Linked DNA regions of Cricetulus griseus: region 1 is linked to region 2. A link is a contact called in public Hi-C data. All regions are on one chromosome and are shown on one strand. Each heading gives the region's core, a stretch centred on a gene start, on an enhancer-like site or on the middle of the called end of the contact. The rest is flanking DNA. Distances are from core to core; before and after follow the strand shown.

The links. A called contact is a pair of places that touch in the nucleus more often than the background predicts.
Region 1: a contact with region 2 is called in a Hi-C map of fibroblasts, with 5 times the contacts expected there. The contact joins two enhancer-like sites. A contact is called at or near these places in 3 of 8 Hi-C or Micro-C datasets (the CHL-YN cell line, fibroblasts and liver).

What each region holds. Positions count from the first base shown.
Region 1 is chr2:51,735,501-51,739,402 of CriGri-PICRH-1.0, forward strand. No RefSeq gene overlaps it. Among named protein-coding and RNA genes, the nearest start is that of Nfia, 18 kb to the left of the region's middle. Within about 2 kb of position 2,366, at least 2 of the 6 cell types and tissues checked have open chromatin away from gene starts, as enhancers often do.
Region 2 is chr2:51,378,714-51,382,792 of CriGri-PICRH-1.0, forward strand. The region is part of intron 10 of Nfia (nuclear factor 1 A-type); the gene reads right to left. Among named protein-coding and RNA genes, the nearest start is that of Patj, 270 kb to the left of the region's middle. Within about 2 kb of position 1,833, at least 1 of the 6 cell types and tissues checked has open chromatin away from gene starts, as enhancers often do.

The DNA of each region.
Region 1 (3,902 bases), core at 1,116-3,615, 360 kb after region 2:
CTTCCTTCCAATATCCAGAGTTAAGTCCCCATCTTTCTTATGTTTGGGCCTTGAGTCAGGCTTGTTCCTCATGTATATGAAGTGGATAAGCCTTTGCTCTTTAGCTGGCAGAAGGCGAACCCAGAATGGAAAGTTGGTGCCAAGGCAGAGCAGTACACCACCTTCATTCATTTACACTCAGGGCTTTCCAGGGTTTACAAAATGAACTCAAGGGGGGAAATTGCAGAGTTGTGTGACTTCTCAGGCAGGAGAGTTTGTGAAGGTTATAGACCCCATGACTGTAGGAAAACTACTAAAAGTAGTTTGCTGAGAAAACAGTGTTCTGGCTTAAAGAGTCTAAGACATCACAGCACACTAAGCCTCCACCCCTCCCCTCTTGGCAAACACCAGTCCACCCAAACATTCCTGGTCCTCTAGTGGCCCCCACACTGTTGTATAGCACCTTCATAAATTATCTCTTTGAAAGATGATACCAACTTAAACTAAATTCCATGCTTCCTTGTTCCTGGTAAGTTTTATTCACTAAGTATGGGCTTCAAGCCTGTCTTTGAAACCTTGACATAGGTTTCAACCCTGGAGCAGGGAAAAAGTAAAGGCTCCAACTATGCCTTCCGGTAGAAAACTACTTTTTATCTGGTTTACTGAGGGAGGGTGGTAAGTGCAAAGTGGGCAGGTATATGGACCGCTCAGTCCATCCATCAGCTCTGCTAACACTGGAAGCACAGTCTCAACATGCCCATCATTGTTTAAATGCCAGGGTAGGGTACAAGGACACACTGCCTTTGGGGCTTCCGTCCCTCTCTCCCAACAGCTGTGAGAATACAGCACACACCTGCTTGTTTGAAAGAGGCCAAATCTAGGTCCTGCCTCCCAGAGAGTATGAAGACCAGTTCTTTTGGAGCTATAGTTTGAAGCAGTTGTTTGCAGGAGAGGGAAAGCACTTTTGTTTTGTCTTAAGACTCACTTAGAGACTAGGCCTGGCAATATTCCCGTTAAAGCTAATACTAGAGAAACGTGAAGTGCTGGAATTCTAGACCAGAGTGCTAAAATTGTCTCTCAAATCCCTGTTTCCACAACTATACTTTCCATTTTACTCATTTTTTCCTTGGGGATCCCCACCTCCTGAAGCATAATAGATTAATAGAAACGCACCCACTTTTCTCAAGATAAGAACTGTCAGTAAATTTAAGAGGTGGTGTTGCAACCAAGAGTTACCAACTGTACATACCCGTCGCCATTGTTTATTTAAATTTACCCCAACAGTTCTTTAAAGACTTGGAAAAGTGCAACAAGCGCTGATTGAGGAAAGAAAAAAAAATCGAGTCAGGTGTGTTTTTTACTTTTTCAGACCCAGGAAAAGAACTCCGAATGAAAGAATAAGCTTTGTGCATAGTATTGTTTAAACACTCTTCAGTAGCTGTAGGCTTTCCTCCGCTAGACCTCTAAGAGTCCTCCAGTTCCGCTTTCACTTTCCCCCCCTCACACCGAGGCTAACCAGCTCAACAATCTTTGGCCCGAGGCCTCAGGTGGCTAGCAGAGGACCCCCCAGGTTTCCCCCTGACCACAGCGCTCAACTTCACAAGAACGCAGAAGTAAGTTGCAGACGGAACAAATCATTCACCCAGTTCAGCTACGAGCTGCGGTAGGAAGGACTTCGGCGGATCCGCAAGCTGAGTCGAGCGCTCAGGGACCACGTCCGCGGGTGGCCGCTGCAGGACCAGCCAGGCCGGAGGTTGTGGCACGGCTCTTTGCGTCTTCCCGCCCCGCGGGATGACACCGGTCACTCGGCGCCCAGCCACCAGGCGACCCCACTCCTGCCTACCCCGCTCTGCTTCCCCTCCCCGCGTGTTCCTAGCCGAGCTCTGGTGTGACCCCCCCCCCCCATCACGTACACCTCTACGCGCGTGGTTGGGCTTAGAATCTGGAAACTTTGCAGCGAAATCGCACAAGGTTCAGGGAAGGGCCAGAGGGAAGGGAGACCTCACAGGCCACAGACACCCTCCCTGGCTGCCGAGTCCTGGGTAGGAGGCCGTCCTCCGGTCCCCAAGCTGGACCAGCAGGTGCACCCTGTCGCATTCCCTTCCAAGTCTTTTGAGATTCGGCCTTTTAGAAATTGTAAAGTTGTCCCGCCCCGCCCCACACTCATAGGGTCACACTAGGGGTCACACTGTCCCCGGCCCTCTAGTTCCACTGCTGAAGTTGGGGAAAGGGGTAAGCTGCAAGTGGCCTGCGCTGCTGGAGATTGGGGTTCAAGCACCGCCCAGGAGCGCCCCGCTGGGCGATGAACACTTGGAAGTCGGTCACCAGGCTCGATTTCTCGGGAAGCGTAGCTTAACCGCTCCGCCCGCCCCAGGGGAGCGGGAGGGAAAGAAGTAGGGGAGGGAAGGACGATTTACATTTTTTTTTAAGAGAAGGCAGCTGGTGACCCTGGACCTCACCCTTCAAGTTCCCCTAAGCGAAGCAGGGCGCCACCTACAGTCGAGTTGTAACTAGCAGGATAGTGAGAAAGCTGGCCAAGTTACTGTGGCCGGGTCCTAGCAAGGCAGAGCCATCTCATCCTAGTCAGTCCAGAGGGACAGGTCCGTCTGTTGGCCGCAGCAGACCAGAGAATACCGAGAATGTGTGTGGGGGCGTGTAGACGCCAGGAAACAGCAGTAGCAGCTCCGATTGAACATGTTTGCGTTCTGAAGGTTTGGCTGGATTTTGATCCCATAGGATCCCATAGGATCCTCAAGGTTTCAGCCAAGAACAGTCGGTTTCATCAGAAACCGTATTTGTGTGACCTTGACAAGTCGCTCAGTCAGACACTCTTCTTTACCCCCTCCTTCAGAACAATAGCTGTGTGATAGGGCTGCCTCTTCTTCCTCTTATTTTTAATAACGAGACAGAGAAGGTGAGAAACTGCTCATGCTAGGAGCACCTACCTATTTCTAAAATGAAAAGGAAAACCTTTTAACGCCGGGCGTTGGTGGCGCACACCTTTAATCCCAGCACTCGGGAGGCAGAGGCAAGCGGATCTCTGTGAGTTCGAGGCCAGCCTGGTCTACAGAGCGAGTTCTAGGACAGCCTCCAAAGCCACAAAAGAACCCTGTCTCGAAAAACCAAAAAAAAAAAAAAAAAAAAAAAAAAAAAAGAGACGAGAAAGCCAGCAAACGAGTGGCCGATTCGAAAGCAGGCTATTAGCTATTCTCTCTATCTAATCTCCCCATAGGCAAAGGAAACATTAATGGATGGCAATGACTACTTAATTATAATTTTACCTTATACATTGCTAACTACCATTTGGATGTCTTACTGTATAGGATATACATTATTCCCATTGTTAAGATGAGGACATACAGTCCTGGAGATGCAAGCTCCAAGTGTTTTGCAAAACCTGTCTTTGATGTGCAGTATTAGGCATTGGGAGAGCCTGTTAGGAGTTTTACATAGGAAGACCCATGTTTTTTTTTTTTTTTTTTTTTTTTTTTTTTTTTTTTTTTTTCATTAGCACCTCTGGAAAGTAGGACTGAAAGTTCACAGGAGAGAGAATGGAGGATGAGGAAGGTCGAGGGGTCACTGTTGTGGGAGGTAAGGTAAGAGGCAAGGGTTTACATTTACATTACACCTTACATTTCCAGGTAACAGTGCATCACTGAGGCAAGGAAGAGCAGGAATTCAAGGTTAGACCCTGGAGACAGGAACCCATGGGGGAATGTGCTTCCTGGCCTGCTTTTCAAGGGAGTCACTTTAAGAAGTGTCAGAGTAGGGTCATAGCTACACATAAAGTGACTTACTGGCATCAGTTTTGGATTACTTATAAAAGTTGTCAAGCTGGTGGTGGCCCATGCCTTTAATCCCAGCACTCCAAGAGGCAGGTGGATCTCAATGAGTTCAAGGCCAGCCTAGTTAACAAAGCAAAT
Region 2 (4,079 bases), core at 583-3,082:
GGAAAATACAGGAAGCTCCCCTGCTCAACACATCAGTCCCTTCCAGCCCCACAAGGAGCACAGCAAGCGGGTCTACATGAGTGCAGCTACCATTTTGTCCCTTGTGATGATGCTGCCTCTGCTGGGTCACACTAATCCAGTCAGTCATTTTTGGCTTCCTGTTCTTGTTTGCATGAACTAAGCCTACTATTTAGCACAAGTGAGTTGTCCTTGGCAAATCAGCCAAAAGCCTGGGGGGCCCACCCCCATGTCTGATACAGAAGGAGTTGAAAGACCTCTGTGTGGAATCCTGGCTTTGCCTCTTAGGATCAACCATTTGGAGCCCTTAGTCATTTGGTCAGTAAGCACTAACAGCCTACAATTTGCTTGGTGCTATGTACATGAGGTTCTGGGAATGTTAGGAGTTTTTAAGTGCTTTAGAGGCCAACAGGAAGGGACTGGCTTTAGACATCTGTGCCCTTCATGATTTCGCAAAGGATCCTGATAAACTTTTGTCCACTGATAAGGCCGAGTGTCCAAAGCACCCACATTGAATTCCACTGATAGGTTGTGTGACATCGTATACGAAGAAAGAGATCTATGCTGGGGACTCTGGAGTGCTGGCAATGAGAGAGGATGGCAGTGATAGGCACAGGATTCTTCTAGAAAGGGTGACATGCTGTATACAGGTGTTGGTTATGGGTATTGCCAGCCTCAGGCTTTGATCTCCTTAGCCATTTTTCTTGTCTGATTTTATTTTGTTAATTAAAGAAAGCCTGTTTTCAATAACTCTAAACCAAGACTTGTTTATTGTACAGGAAACTATTAAAACATTAATGGGCCATGAGTGGCCTCGCTTACCTTTTCGGCCTTATCTTTTCACCACTTGTGTTGTGTTAAACTCCTTCCAGAACCCTGCAAAGCCAAATGTTTCCTCCCTGCTGGCCCTTGGCACAGGCTATGCCTTTTGCTTGCTATGCTAACACTTGCTTGTCCCCAGGGTCTAAGATTAAATGACTTTTTTCTTTTTAAATTACATATGTGTGTGTGTGTGTGTGTGTGTGTGTGTGTGTGTGTGTGTGTGTGCCCCCAGTGGGATGTGGAGGTCAGAGGACACCTTTGGTTGGTTCTCTTTTCTTTGTGGGTCTCAGGGTTTGAACTCAGTTTGTCAGGTTTGACAGCAAGCACCTTTACCATCTGAGCCATCTTGCCAGTCCCGTTTTTTTCTTAGGGCCTTTTTTTTTTCTTTCCATTTTTTAAAATTTAAATTAGAAACAAGATTGTTTTACATGTTGATCCCAGTTCCCTCTCCCTCCCCTCCTCCTCTGCCCCCCACTAACACCCTACCTATCCCAAACCCTTTCTGCTCCCCAGGGAGGGTGAGGCCTTCCACAGGAGGGGGGTCTTCAGAGTCTATCATATCCTTTGGGATAGGGCCTAGGCCCACTCCTGGGTGTCTTGGCTCAGGGAGTATCCCCCTATGTGGGATGGGCTCCCAAAGTCTAATCCTATGCTAGGGATAAGTACTGATCTAAGACAGGAGCCCCATAGATTTCTGAGGCCTCCTCTGAGGGTCTTTTCTTCAGTGTCTTTACCCACAGGGTTTTGATGTGTTCATCTAAATTTTTCTATTACCAATAAAGACTCTGGAGTCAAATATTGGGGTGAGAACTCGATAAATCAAAGAAGCTACGGAGGAGCGATAAATTGACCTTCTCTCCACACTTCCCAGATGGGAGAGACCACACAATCTCTAAGTCCCTCCCTACTCCTTCCTGTTCATATTCTCTGTCTGTATTCTTGGCTTCTCTATGGCTAATTCAGGTTAGCTAGTCCCTGGCTCCACCTCCCCTGACTCAAGGTTAACTTTATTAACACAGTCTGGGGTGTCAATTACTCCACAACAGAGTTTATCTGTTACTATGCTGGGACTATAACAGTCTGCTTCTTCCCAAGAAAGCTATGTATGCTCTCAGGTGAGGCATGCCCAGGGTCTTGCCCAGTGACTGGCAGAGGAGGTCCTGGGCACATGTTGTTAAGTAAGGGAAGAAAAGAAAGCAACACCCCAGTTCCCAGAGCCAGGTAAAAGCTTTACCCCTAGCAAAGCACTGTATCCAGATGGGTGTCCACAGCACAGCTAGGCCACACATATGCTCACAGCACATGCTTTGGCCTGCTGCAGTGATAGGCACCCTCCCTAGAGAGGCACAAGTCTCTAAGGGCTGCCCCAGGCAGTTCCGACTGAAGAGCTTTTGCAATGGGGCCAACTGTGGCCAACTGCGTCAATGGCATGTGCAATAGTTTTGTAACATGGCCTTCTGCCTGCTTACTACATACACTGCACTTGTCCAAACCACCGTTCCCTAGAGAATGACTATGCTGCTCCCAGCCAAGACCTCTGCTTTGGTTCAAACCTCAGTATGGGAAAACACTAATCTTTTTTTTTACCCAATAAACCATCCAGTACCTACAAAGTTTGAAAGTGCATCCACAACTCAATCCTGCAGGCTGTTCCACAGTTGGAATCTCACCATATCCCAGCTTACCCTGGTGTCACTCTTACCATCAAGTCAATTTTCTTCTTGATCTCCCTTTATATTTTCCTCTGTTACTCTCACCCTATGAAACCAAAGACTTTCGTGTTTTAAAAATTGCCCTCTGGCCCACTTGGGTTTGCTCTGAAGACCTACTTGAGGGCTATTTTCCATGGGTCACACTTGGACTCTGGAGTTCAATGTCACAGGAATACTGGCCACCTGCACCCAGTGGGCTAGTTAGATGATCTTCGTCAAGGTTGGCAGTGTCTGAGTCTCAGCTTTCAACTCCATGTAATGGAAATATCTTCATCCATATTGAGGGGATTGATGAGGTAATACCTGACTGAGAGCAAGTTCAGGAAACCAAGATCTGGGTTCTCCCATTGTTAATTATGGCTGGCCTGAGGGTCCATGTGGGGTCCTAAAGGGGACCCATTTCCTAAGACAGTGGTCAGTCATATTGGATGATCTATCTATCTATCTATCTATCTATCTATCTATCTATCTATCTATCTATTTAATTTTAAAGTGGTGACTGTGCTAGCTCCCTTTACTAGTTGCAAGGGAAAGTTCTTGAGAAAATAAAAAGCTGCCTTTAATTGTGGTATTAAAATCAGAGCAGTGAAACCTACAACACAAAAGGAATTGGCTCAAGACCCTGAAAAGCACCAGGCTAAACTGCAGGCCTTCCAGGCTGGGGATGAGGGGCACAGGGAGGGAGGGAGACAGGGAGTAGTCAGGAAACCAAGTGGGACAGAAACAATCCTATTTTGGTTTTTGTTAGTGAATGGCATACTACATAGATCAGAGACTTCTTATAAAACACAAGCCCCCACTGTACACAAAGCACAGGAAAACGTGAGGAAAGGGAGGGGGGAGTAAAAGCAGCTTAGGGTGTGTTAACGCTGCTATTCTGTCAGCTTAAAGAGTATTTTATGCTTGATCAACAGCTCTTTTTTATTGTGCTTTTCTTTCATTCATTGAAGACATCAAAGCGGGCCCCACCAGCGTACCTGCCCTTCTGGAGAGCTTGGGAGGAGGGTCTAATGAAGCCAGCCTCTGGGAGCCGGAGACCCCCGTGGACACGGCAGTTCAAAGGGAATATTTCAACAATGATTACATTTTGTAAATCTTTTTATGAAAGAGACAGCTTATTTCCTGCTTTTTCATGAAAAATAGGTTCTATCCATTAAAGTGAGTCCGAGCCACGCAAGCTGCCTGAGATCTGAAGTGCAGGCCTGGAGATTAAGGGGACAACGACCCTCCCCCGATGAAATTGTCTTGAGCTCCTATCTACTGGGCTGGGGTGACAGTTCCGGATGTGCTGGGTGGAGCTGAGGTGGTGGCAGGGCCTTGCATGCTTGACCTTGGTATGAACGTGGGGCAAAAGAAGTGTGTGTGTGTGTGTGTGTGTGTGTGTGTGTGTGTGTGTAGGGGACTTGGGGTTCAATTTTCTCCCTGGGACCTATGCTTAAGATTAGTTCTCTTTTATGTTTTGAGTCCACAAAGATCAACATATCAGGAAGCGTCTAGTCACCAATCCTTCTATCCTGTACAAGCAAG